Linked DNA regions of Athene noctua: region 1 is linked to region 2. The links are chromatin contacts, called in public Hi-C maps. All regions are on one chromosome and are shown on one strand. The core of a region is the stretch at or near the end of the contact, and the rest is flanking DNA. Distances in the headings are between cores, read along the strand shown.

Region 1 (6,173 bases), core at 1,155-3,654, 170 kb before region 2:
TAATTACAGTGTAATTCTTCTCCACAGCCACCAAAAACATCCGTTACTTTGGTTTCTGTTCGGTTCCCACAAATGCTGCTTTCGGCAATCTATACTTGGTTTAGTCGTACCATTAGATATTCAGCCCAGCTCACTTTGAGCTCACCAGCCTGCACTAATTCTGGTTTTGTGTTGGGTTAATGGAATTATTTCCAGCTGTATTTTCAATATCATTCCGATGTAATCCTATTTATAGAAGTTTTGTGGAATCTGTATTAGCCAAGCAAAGGATGGTCCACATCTTGTTGGTGTGAATGCTTTTAAAAAGTGGTGGCTGTAAATCATCGTTGTTCTTTTGAAATCACTGAGGCTTGGTCAATTCAAAATTGTGGAAGGTAAATTCATGTGGCCAATTCACATTCAGCAAATTTATTCTCAAAAATATGGGATTTTTTTTTGATGGAAGGAAACCTTGGTAAATCATTTGTACATTAATATTGTTTATACTGTGATCTTACTGTATTTCCAGATGTTCAAATTATACAGACTCTTTCAAGGAAGCTTCACCTTTTAACTTTTACCTTGAACTTTTGAACAACATGAGCTCTTCCTTGTAATTATGCAAGATCATCTACGGTGCTTTTCAGAGAAAGCTGGGTAAAACTTAAAGGCAACGTGTGATTCACTCAAAAAAGTGGACCAATAGTGTAAAAAAATAGCATTGTAAATCAGGAAAATAAATTGATATTGATAAACTCAGCCAAATTACCTTTGAAAACACACACTTTACATGAACTTAAAATATTATTTTAATTTCTGATGTAAAAAATTAAAATTGATTAAAATTTAAATTATAAAGTCATTTGAAGGCTCCAGAGTTTCAGAATCTATTTACTGGTCAGTGGGATCCTCAAGAACTTTTTTCTCCGAGTCCCAGTACTCTGACTAGATGCAGCCACAGGATGGTGCTCGTGGACTTTGCATACATTACAAATCCGTGAAAAAAATAAATTTAAAAAAAAGAAAGAGAGAAAAAGGGAGCCAGACTCTCCCTTTGGCAGGCTGTTCCTTGTCCTGCCCTGAAACACATGAACCAGCAAGCAGTCATGGATTACGCTGATTTATGTCTCTACATTGCCGAGTCTTCAAGAGCAAATAGACCTATGCATCAGCTTCCTTGCTTTCAGGATATTATTGTTTAGCTAAATACATAAATTAGGGACTGAAAAGGTACAAAATGTATCACATTTAGCATCAATGAACTGCACATCTTATTGCTTCAGAGGAATTATTATCTTGCAAACTACTTTCTTCTTGCTTCATACAAGTGTTGGCCATTGCACACATCTGCTGGTGCAGTAGAATAACACAAAAGGATGTCCCAGACTCCTAGGTCTGGAAGATGTTTTTTAGATCTAGGAACGCTTTTTAACCTTTGCTATAGAAAACAACTGGACTTAGTTTCTTTAAAGCTCAAACACTTCTGTAGTTTTAGTGGAAAGCTATCTGCACTGTGAATTTGAACAAGAGTTTGCAGGACTGGGAATCCTCCTCAACAACATAAGGTCCTACTTTACAGAGTTAGTCAAAGTCATCTCTCTGAGACTTACTGCCTTCCCTTCCCTAGAAGGGAGCCCTACTTATATTAAGAAAGGGATGCATGTCTCTGTTTCACCTATGTATGTTGTTTCTTAACAGCAAGTCCTCCAGTGATTTAATTTGTAATTTTATACAGATGACCAAGCACGTTGTAATGAATATTTTCATTCACGTCCTAAATTCTCGGACTCACAAGCTTCGTGAGTAGTAGTCTTAACTGTAAATCCAGTAGGGAATACCATAGGGTAACTCATATTTCTATGTGAATCTAGATTCTGCAATTTTACGCCCCCATCGCAGTGTCTATGCATACGGCAAAAATGTACATCTGTACGATGCTTTTAATCAAGGTTTATACTAAGCCAGACAAGTGCTGGAACACTTTAATATAAATATTTCCCCGATGAATCATTAATCCACACATCGCAATACCCGGCACTGGGGGATACTTGCATTCCAAGCCGTGCTGCGGAATAGGCACCTTCTCAATCATTTCAAACGAAGTGAATGAGGAACTTCGGAGAGAGGAAAATGAGTTAAAAAGCAGCAAAATCAGAAGCAAGAGGACACGGAGAAGCACAGCACCTACACCATGTAACGCTGCCCGAAATCCCCCCCTCCCCTGCCCGGAGCCCCCAGCCCTGCCTCCCCGCGCACCTGGCCGCGCCCCCGCCGCGGAGGTCGGGCTCGGGGGCGGGGGGTTGGATCTCCGACATCGCTCATGCCTCTTTTTTCTCCCCCCTTCTTTCCACCTTCGGCTCTATAATTGCCCGCCTCCCGTCGTTACCCTTTCGCCTTATCAGATGCGCCGCAGCGAGGGGAAGAGCGGCCAGAGGGGAGGGAAGCGGCTGTCCCGCAGCCGCCTCAACACCCGCAGCCCCGCGTGAAAACGAGCGGCCGCAGCCCCGCCGGCGGCTGCCCCGCCGATGCCCGCACAGGTCGGTGTGAGCGCCGCTGCGTGTCCCTCCGGGCTGGGGGCAGGGGCAGGACCGGGCCGCTTCCACCCACCTGCCCGGCCACCCCCGCGGCGGCCGGAGCGGAGCCCCGGGGGAGGGAGGAGATGGGGGCGCGGGAAGTGGTGAGCCTGGGGCGGGGCGGGGGAGCCCTTAGGAACTCCTGGAAAAATCTTACTTTTGAGAAGAAGCGTAATTAAAAATAACCAGTCGCACTTTAAAACGGAGGGTTTGGCTGCTGCTCGCGTTCCCCCGCGGTGCATCCTCGCTCCCTCCCGCCCGTCCCGCGGCGCACCAAGGCTGTTCGCCTCGCCGCGGCCCCCCACGCCCGGCGCCGGGAGGGTGTTGGAGCAGCGGGGGACTGCCCGGGCAGGCGGGCCTCCCCCGCTGCGGCGGGTCTCCGCTCCCTGCCGGCGGGCAGCCCCGGGGGTCTCACGGGGCTCGTCCCTCGCCTCAGCTCGGCGGAGGCAACGAGCTCGCCGCGGTCCCTTTCTTAACCTCGGGGGGCTGGGGGGCGGGGTGTCGCTTTCCGACCGGAGGCCCGTGGGCGCAGGTGGTGCGGAGCGCCCCGAAGTGGAGGCGGGGGGCGCGGGCCCCTCAGGGCGGCCTGGAGCCGTGTCGCGGGGGCTGTGCAGAGGCGGACGGAGCGCGCCCGGAGGGTCGCGGCCGCGCCGGCGGGTCTGCGAGAGCCGGCCCCGCGTCCCCGCCTCGCCGCCGGCCCCCTCTGCCGCCTTCCCGCCCTTCCCGTGTGGGGGCGGCGGCCATGGCGGCGGGCCCGGTCGCTCCCTCGAGGCCGCGGCGGTGCCGGGGCAGGTCGTGCTCGTCCTTTCGCCCGGCGGGACGCCGACCCGAGAAACGTGGCCGTTCCCAGGCAGCGGGTGGACGCAGGGTCACGGCGCTTCATAACGAGCCACCGAGAGGGCAGAAATAACCCCCGGGGCCCCACGCGGGAGGGCAGCGCCAGCTGCCTGCCTTGGGGAAGGGGGCCGGCGCTGTGCCGCGGCGGCGCGGAGCGCCGAGCTGCGTGTCGCCTGTCCCGGGCGGGGAGGTGGCCGAGGCGGGTGGTTCCCTCGGGAGAAGGTGCCCTGCTGCCAGGCCCGTGCAGGCGTCGCGAGCGGGGCTCACCGCCCGGGCAGGGCTCTTGCCTTGGAGGCTTTGGTCTCTGCTGCCGGGGCTGTTCTCTTAGATAATTGTTTTACCAAATAGTTAATAAAAGGCGACACATAAAAAAAGCAGGAGGAATAGGGTATTTCTTTTTATTCTCAGACGATGTCAGCCACAAGGTGGCTGCGGACTGGTGCTTGCCTTCCCTAGTTAAGTGAACCTTGAAGCGTGGAGGTGAACTTGTGCCTAGTTTAGCCAGCACCAGTTGTCTGTATCCCAAATCTTCTTCTCTGCGCAGTGGCATTTCTATAAAAGCAGCAGTAGAGAGTGTTTGTACACAGGGCTACCTGTCGGTATTTATAGCTCTTAATTGGCAGGAGAGTTTATATCAAATCTAGCAGATGGGGAATTGAGCCACCACTGTGAGGGAGTGTTTTAATGTTTGAATTACTACACGGAAAGAAATCTGCACATCGTCAGCGGTGATTGCACTGAAGAGTGAGTTTGTATGCTGTTCTTTGAAGAGTCTATGTTTACTTGCTCACAGGTTGTATTCCTGAGTGAGAGGAGAAGCATCAGTACCCAATGTGAGATACACAAGAGGTGGATTTCAGACTGTTTAAGACTTACCTCTCTTCACTCTTCCTATTGCCTGTCACTAGGCAACTGCCTGCTGACTGTGCTGACTCGTCTGGATCTAGTCCTTGGGTGTCTGATTCTTTTGTGTTCAAGTATCTAGCAGGAAAGCCTGGGCACATTCCTTGGGTTTCTGAATTCCACCTGGAGGATGTGTCCCAAGAACTGGGTGAAGCAGTTACATAACTTTCTGGTGCATATCTTTGTTATTAGATCTAGATCTTTGCTTCTGTCTTGAGGGATTTATAATGTGAGAGATGGATTCAAAAGATATGCTTTAGTGTGAAATCTGGCTAAAACTTGGGTAACCTCCTGTGGGGATGGAATTCACTATGATTAAGGCCCCTATACATTTCGAGGTGGCATATCGACCATTTATGACTGGGATTTGCAACAGTAGACCTATCAAGTCCTGGGATAACTGGCAAACTGTGAATACTTGAAGAGTGAAGGAGATGTAGGTCTTATCCTCTTGTTTGTTTAATAATGGTTGGAGGTACTTCAGTCTGCCTTTTATATTCAGTGGTGGTTGAACCACTTTGTGCATTTCTCAGAAGACAATGAAAACATGAAAGGCAAATTCAATGATGGTATGTTGGCAGTATTAGAGAAAATGACACAGGAGGTAAATGGGAAGGACCTGCAACATGGAAATACGTAAACCATAATTTACCAAAGTAAACCTTCAAATGCTGACTCTTTGTTGACAGCAAGAAATTTACTATTAATTATATTAATTTAATTCTCCCATAAAATACTAATAGGAGAGGGCAGCAAAAAATCTTTCCTGGCCCAGAAAATCAACTAAAACTAGTGTAAAGTTGAGTGATAAATAAATGTTTATAAGCATGATGATATGAACATGTTGATGTATCTTCAGAGGTGCTTCTATACAGTTGAATAACTGTGCTGGTGAGTGTTAAAGGCCAGGTTCAGATAATTTGTACTGTTCTTAACCTAGCTTCTGTAGACAGATAAATTACCCCTTCTGAAACTTGCTCTTTGGCACCAGAATTGCTTCCTGTAACCCAGCTAGTTCACGTAGGCCTACCTTGAGTGTTCATATAGTGCTGCACTATAGTGTTAATGTTGCTAACTGGTCAAGTTAGAGTAAATATTTTTGAACATGGTATTACCTACCAATAGCATTAGTGGTTACTCAGCTGATACCCTGCATGCTTTCTGAGCTGTGTCTGCTTTAGTCACTGTAAGTGCCAGACAGTATAACAGAGAGCACAGAATAAGTTGAATAAGACAGAAAAAGGAAAAGTAGAGTAGACTGTAGAGGACAGTGAGACAAGGACTTGTGTTTCCTCAGAACAAAGTCCTGCCTTTTTTGGCAACTGATGTGCAAAATTGCTCAGTTGAACTGATCAGTGATTATTTCACTGGGATTGAGTACACACACTTGCTATTTTATGGTAGGCTTTCAGGGCAGTTCTTATCTTTTTTATTACAAATCCCAGAATACATCATTTAACATCTCATTCTGTATGCTTTCTGGATATAAAGTAGGTAACAGTTTTAGTGCTACTTTGTTACTGAGAGCTTCAGATTTCTCTACCACAGATATCTTGATAAAGTGCTTGCAGCACTGGATTGTATAGAGATACCTATTTTACCTTGTTATGCGTAGCAAACTGCTTCCAGTGCTCATGTATGCTTAGCAAAGAATATAAATTTTTTCTTTAAATGGGCCAAAATTTCATAACTGTTGAGTGGCCCAAATGGGGTTCAGGTAAAATATATTTTGGTTATAAAACTTCCGTCAGAATGAGATCTTGGCTTTGCTGACGTCAATGACAAATTCCTAATTTTTTTAATGGAATCCAGATTTTGCCCACACTTTTCATTAAAGTGGATGCCTTACCTTTGCAGGCTTAGTAAGTCTTTTTGTTCCAT
Region 2 (6,179 bases), core at 3,450-5,949:
TTTTGAAACAATATGCTAAAAAAGACTTTAACTATTAAGAAAGTGACATGAAATTTACCACTAGCTCATTTGAATACTTATTATAAAGCTTACCCAGTATGTGATGAATATACTTTCTGTTCCCATTTGTTTCCAGAGAAGGCAATATGTCTTGTATTTATTATGACAACATGATCTCCACAGTCACCTACAAGGTAGAAATTAGTGGAAAGTATTAAGAGAACCATAGGAGTAATCAACCAAAATACCAACTACAAAGTGTGTGATACATAGTAGCACATAAGTACACATTTGATAAAGCTCAAATTTACAGACCTGAGCTTTTTGAGCCACACCATCCAAATCTGCACTTAAACACCAACATTAATTACTATTTTTGTTAACAGTCAGGTTAGAATGCAGGTGAGCAGGTAAAATACCATCAGACTAGACAATTAAACCATGACAAATACCCAGCTGAAATCTGGTTTACAGGGAAGTATATTATTTTATTCAACACATTGTGCTGCATATGCACCTATATTTCAAAAAACTCAGAATAAAAAAAGGCTAGTTCTAAACAGTGATCTTAAATATTTGTTTTACTTTTCTCATAAAACAGTACCAGTGTTTACTGGAGGACTGAATATTTTGGATAAGTAATTCTATTAAATGATTACAATCTAGAGCTAAATATATAAAAGAAACAAAAAGACTGGGGGTGGAGTGGGGGGAGGAAAGCCCCACAAAAAACCTGAAACAGCTCTGTTGGGAAAAAACCCCCACATTTTCATCTATCAAGCAGAAGTGAATGCTACAGCACACATAGATATGTTTATGTTTCATGCTATATCAGCAACTTTCACATCAAAATGCAAAGTCTACAATCTATCACCAATAGCTTGCCAGAAACAGTTACTTTAATAGATCTTCTTTACTAAGTCTAATAAAATCCATACTATCTAAAAAAAATGATGAAAATATGTAGTTTTTAATTTCAGAAATAATCATCCTGATCAGCTTTATAAGCTATAACCACCCATTCAATTGGAAAATTATTTGTCCAAAATTCACTCTCATATGCATTACCATATTAGGACAACATAAGTATCTGAAGAGGCTCATCTGATTACAACATTTTGGAGTACGTAACAAATCATAGAATCACAGAATGGTTTGGGTTGGAGGGGACCTTAATGATCATCTAGTTCCAACCCTCCTGCATGGGCAGGGACACCTTCCACTAAGGAGTCCCTCCCCATCTTCCCTGTAGCCCCCCTGAAGTACTGGAAGGCTGCTGTAAGGTCTCCCTGGAGCCTTCTCTTCTCCAGGCTGAACACCCCTAACTCTCTCAGCTTGTCCTTGTAAGGGAGGTGCTTCAGCCCCCTGATCATCTCTGTGGCCTCCTCTGGACCCACACGAGCAGGTCCATGTCCTTCTTATACTGGGGGGCCCCAGAGCTGGACACAGCATGGGAGGTGGGGTCTCACAAGAGCAGTACTCTGCTCTACTGAGGGGCAGAATCCCCTCCCTCAACCTGCTGGTCAAACTTCTTTCAATGCAGCCCAGGACACAATAGAGTTTCTGTGGCTGTGAGTGCACATTGCTGGCTCATAGTCAGTTTTACATCCACTACTACTCCCAAGTCCTTCTCCACAGGGCTGCTTTCAATCCACTCATTGCCCAGCCTTCATCTGTGCTTGGGACTTTCTCCATCCACGTGCAGATCCTTGTACTTGGCCTTGCTGAGGTTTGCACGGGCCCACCTCTCAAGCCTGTCAAGGTCCCTCTGAATGGCTCACCTACACCTGCTCACAATACAACATAAAGAACCAGATCTCCCAATTTTTTTAAAATCTGGCCCACTGGTTTTAGTTCTGTATCGTGAAGCCGCTTGCAAATATAAGATGCAAGAGGATAAGGGGTAGAGAAAAGGTGAGGTGCGGAATAAACCAAAAAATCCAGATTCAAACCTCTGAACAAGGTTATATCCCTTTATTTAGGGCATACGGTCTGACAGCATCTAAAAATACGTGACTCTGGAAAACAATGAAAGATTATCCTTAAAACTTAGAGTAATATGCATTAAAACAAATTTCTTCCCTTCCTTAACCACAGCTTAAATTCAGCTCCAGATACTCTTCAACACAATAAATAAATAATAATTTTATGGAGGGGTATCTGGATACCAAATTAAAAACAAAACAAAAATCCCCAGAATGTTTTTCTGTCTAAGGAACTGTTACCTTACAGACACTAAAGTATTTCTTGTTAGTTCAGAAAAAAAGAAAAATAGAAAAAAAAAAAGAAGTGTTAAGTACAGCAACCACAAATTCATGCATACTTTGCCCTCTTAGCGAGTATCAAATGTCTCAGTAGTAGTAACCTATCAATGTCAGTCTCAGGTGTAATGCATTTGGTACTGATTTATGGAATAGTTTAGAACAAATAAAGTTATCCTTGAAATGACTTTCCAAGATTTTATAACTTCATGGACATAAAGTATCAAACAGCTTTCCCACAGGACGACCAAAACCATTTCCTCTCAGTGTCTGCTTTATGTTCCAGACAGCCTTAGTCTCCAGTGACATCTTGTGGATAGGACATAATTTGCAACAGCAGAACTCCGTATTTAGAACATCTTTAGAACACCACAAATACTACCTTCGATTATGAAAAACAGATGGAGTATAATTTTAGTATGTACACTCTACATGTATGAGCAAAGTTTAACTCCTTTATTTTTCATAATGTCTCTTGAAAAGTTTGCACGAGTATTACAGAAAACACTGTATCATCATTATGAGGGACCACCTTTTTATTATCTATAAAATGCTTATCACCGCAACACAAGCACTACAGTATTACAAGTAAGAACAAGATCACAGACACATCTTTACTGCTGAATCTTCTAATTTGCAGCAAAGCAAAATTATTTTTTCATTTAAACAAGAAGGTATCTTTCAACAATGAGTACATCTCCCTCCCATTTAAGAACTGGACACGTTTCAGCCTCATCATCATAGAATGTCTGAGGTTGGAAGGGACCTCTGGGGGTCATGTTGTCCAACCCCCCCTGCACAAGCAGGACCAGTGTTTGAGTATCTCCAAGGATGTAGACTCCACAACCTCCTGGACAACCATTTCCAGTCACCCTCACAGTAAAACATATTTCCAGATGTTCAGAGGGAACCTCCTGTGTTTCAGTTTGTGCCCACTGCCTCATCAAGACAGGGCTTCTCTCTACCTTACTCAGAATGAAGAACCACTCCAAAGCTCCACAGTGTTGTGCAGCTACTGAAAGGTAGCATTCAGAAAACCTAATCAAGCAGCACATCAGTGTTCCGTTATGTGCACTGTGATTTAAATCTTTGCACCTAAAAATCAATACATCAAAACACATGTCAAGGTTTTAAAAAAATAAAACCACAATATACTGCAATTTAGCTACTTAAAATAAATTATGAATTCATAATGACCTTCATATGGACTGGTAAAGACAATGACATAAGGTTGTAGAGGAGTATGAAGGAATAAGATGAGAAGGAAAATGAAAATATTCATAATTTACAAACAACTGAAAAATGTAACATGTATCAGGCTTGATTTTAAAACTTAAATCAGAAGAAAAACGCTAGTGAGGCTTGATTTTAAAACTTAAATCAGAAGAAAAATGCTATTGAAGGAAAGCAAATTTGCTTTTATCTATTGCAATACTCACTTAGTGCATGATAAATAGGTTTATGCCTGCCTTCAAGTCTGATTACAGTCGCAGCTGCTATCTTCCCTGGTGGCTGCATCTTCGCATCGAGAAGGTACCAGGCTCTGGCAAAAGTTGCCCATTGCTAAAGAGAAAGAGAGGCAGTACTTAACATAGTAAAAAACCACACTACTATACATAAATCTAACTTCTCTAATGAGATCGATGCTTTTTTGACACTCCAAAATGCTAGATGAAATATTAAGAACGCCTCCTCCAAATAACCTTTAAATGGATGGAGAACGCTGCGATACAGCCAGTGCCGTATGTGCTTCCAACGTCTGTGGCTGCAACAACACTGAAAAGTTTAACAGCTCTGAGGGTTTTCTTTCAGAAGTGAAGATCTCTTGATGCAAGCTTCCATTACTGCCAACTTCCATTACTGCCAACAGCAAGCTTCCATTACTGCCCTGTAAACTCACGGCAGGCTGTTTAACACCCAGCATCTCTTTCCCTCTCAGTGAAGGGAAAACTCCCCCAAACGCACTTTTATGAACACGAACGGCCTGAGCCGCCCTCAGCGGGTAGCCCTGTCCCTCACAGGCACTCCCGCACCCTCCGACGGCTGCCGGTTCCCGCCAGCGGGCCCCTCAGGGCGCAGAGCGGCGCGCAGGCCGCCCCGCCGCCAGGGCAGGCCGCCCGCCGCCCCGGGCCTCCCCTGGGGGCCGACTGCCCCTTCGCCCCGGCGCCCGCCCGCTCCCTCACGGCCGCTCTCTGCGCCGGGGCGGCCGCCGGGGCGACGCCGCCGCAAGCCCTCGGAGGCAGCGGCCGCCCCGGCACAGCCCGGCCCGAGGGGCAGCGGGCCGCGCTCACCTGGGCCGCTTTGGTGTAACTGGCCATGGCCGCTCTCCCGCCGCGGCTGAGGGGAAGGGGAAGGGGAAGGGACGCGGAGCCTCCCGGCCGCCGCACCGGCGGGAAGCGGAAGCGCTGCCCTGCGAGGGGCGGTGCCAGGGCGGCAGCGCGGGCCGTTCGGAGCGGCGGCGGCCGCGGCTCCAGCTCGGTCCCCGCCCGGCCATGGACCGCTACGTCCTGTTCCTGAGCTGGGGGGAGCGCAGGGGCGAGGGTGCTGCGGCGGGCGGCCCCGGGAGCGGAGCAGGTACCGCCGCGGCCGGAGGCGCCCGGGGGGGCTGGAGGCCGCGCGGAGCCGCCTGCCGCCGGGCCCGCCCGACCTGCCCTCATGAGGGCTCTTATGGCCGCGGGTCTGGGGTCTGCGCTCGTCCGGGCTTTTCTAGATCCCTACCTCGTTAAATCCCTCGGGTTTTTTTTCAGGCTAAGAGTCTTTAATGACTTAAATCTTCAGAAACTTACAGGCTTTTCTGTTTTATCGCGACACTGCTATGTAACTCGGTAAAGCGTCCCTGAGATGTGCACTACTTCAATGAGAATTTACAAGATTTGTCCTTTTAAACTCCTGTAAATCTAAAGTTCACAGGTTGATTTTTTTTTTTTTTAAGTCTAAACACCTAATATTAAACTGAACTTTATGCTGTATTTGCAAGAAAGCAAGACTTCTGTAATTCAGTAGTTTTTAAGAAAAACTTTTTTCTTTTTTTTTTCCCCAGCTGGAACTGCTTCAGCTGTTTATCAGTACCTTAAAGAAAGCTGTAACTCATCCATAAATGCAGATGTGAACACGTTTCCAGGTAAATACAGTAATGTACGTACAGTAAGGTAAATTTTATCAAGGAATTGGCCTAGGTACATTTTATGATCTAGGTGAAACAAGTCAGAAACTTAAGGAAAGACAGTTTTGGTGGTGTGCATAAATCTGCAGATGTAACTATTGCTGCTACTGTTTCTGCGGAGAATTGATGTAATTTGAGCAGCTGAGATATTAGGAGATGATTAAATAGATTGGACACAAGAAATGGAAGTGATAAAAATGGTGTTAAAAGATTGACAAATTTCAATCCAGCGTAGCAAGGATGAGTAGGAAGGGGCTTGTTTCCCATGTCAGTGGGCAGTTTGATATTTTTATTATTCCTGTGTATCTTCTGATTTTTTCAATAGCAGCAATATTTGTCTTTCGGGTGTCAATTCAGAACCCTAACCATTAATATTTATATAACTTCATCATTTTAAAATGGGTTTCTGAATATCTGCTTTAGTTCTTTTAGGGTTGGGTGTTGAGGGGTTTTTTCTTAAAAAAATGCTTTCTTAGCCCTTTAATTGGTTTGGATATCTGGTGTTGAGCTATGCAGGCTTATCTTGTCACAGCTGTTGAAACGGCTATGAGCTGTTAAAATTCATGAAGATGGGAATGTTAAGCTGTTTTTGACACCTGTGCTTTTTATTGCATAGAAATGTTGAGAGAGCATCTCATTTTGTGAACTGCGTAAACCATATTTATGAAAGTTGTGATTTAGTCCAGGTATGATACAACTTCTGCAAATGGAGAGCAATATTGCCCAGAATGGAGAAGAGATCAAAGATTTTCTTA

The links. Hi-C and Micro-C count contacts between places; a contact is called where the count stands out from the background.
Region 1: a contact with region 2 is called in a Hi-C map of heart, with 5 times the contacts expected there. The contact joins the promoter of COL14A1 here to the promoter of MTBP in region 2. A contact is called at or near these places in 2 of 2 Hi-C or Micro-C datasets (heart and liver).

Annotation. Positions count from the first base shown.
Region 1 is chr2:15,061,444-15,067,616 of bAthNoc1.hap1.1, reverse strand. It overlaps COL14A1 (collagen type XIV alpha 1 chain), which reads left to right and starts at 2,404. Exons shown (of 48, transcript XM_074898499.1): 1 at 2,404-2,516.
Region 2 is chr2:14,898,191-14,904,369 of bAthNoc1.hap1.1, reverse strand. MTBP (MDM2 binding protein) reads left to right here and starts at 4,699. Exons shown (of 22, transcript XM_074897585.1): 1 at 4,699-4,835; 2 at 5,302-5,382. The coding sequence starts at 4,754. MRPL13 (mitochondrial ribosomal protein L13) reads right to left here and starts at 4,660. Exons shown (of 7, transcript XM_074898500.1): 1 at 4,553-4,660; 2 at 3,701-3,824; 3 at 94-187. The coding sequence starts at 4,579.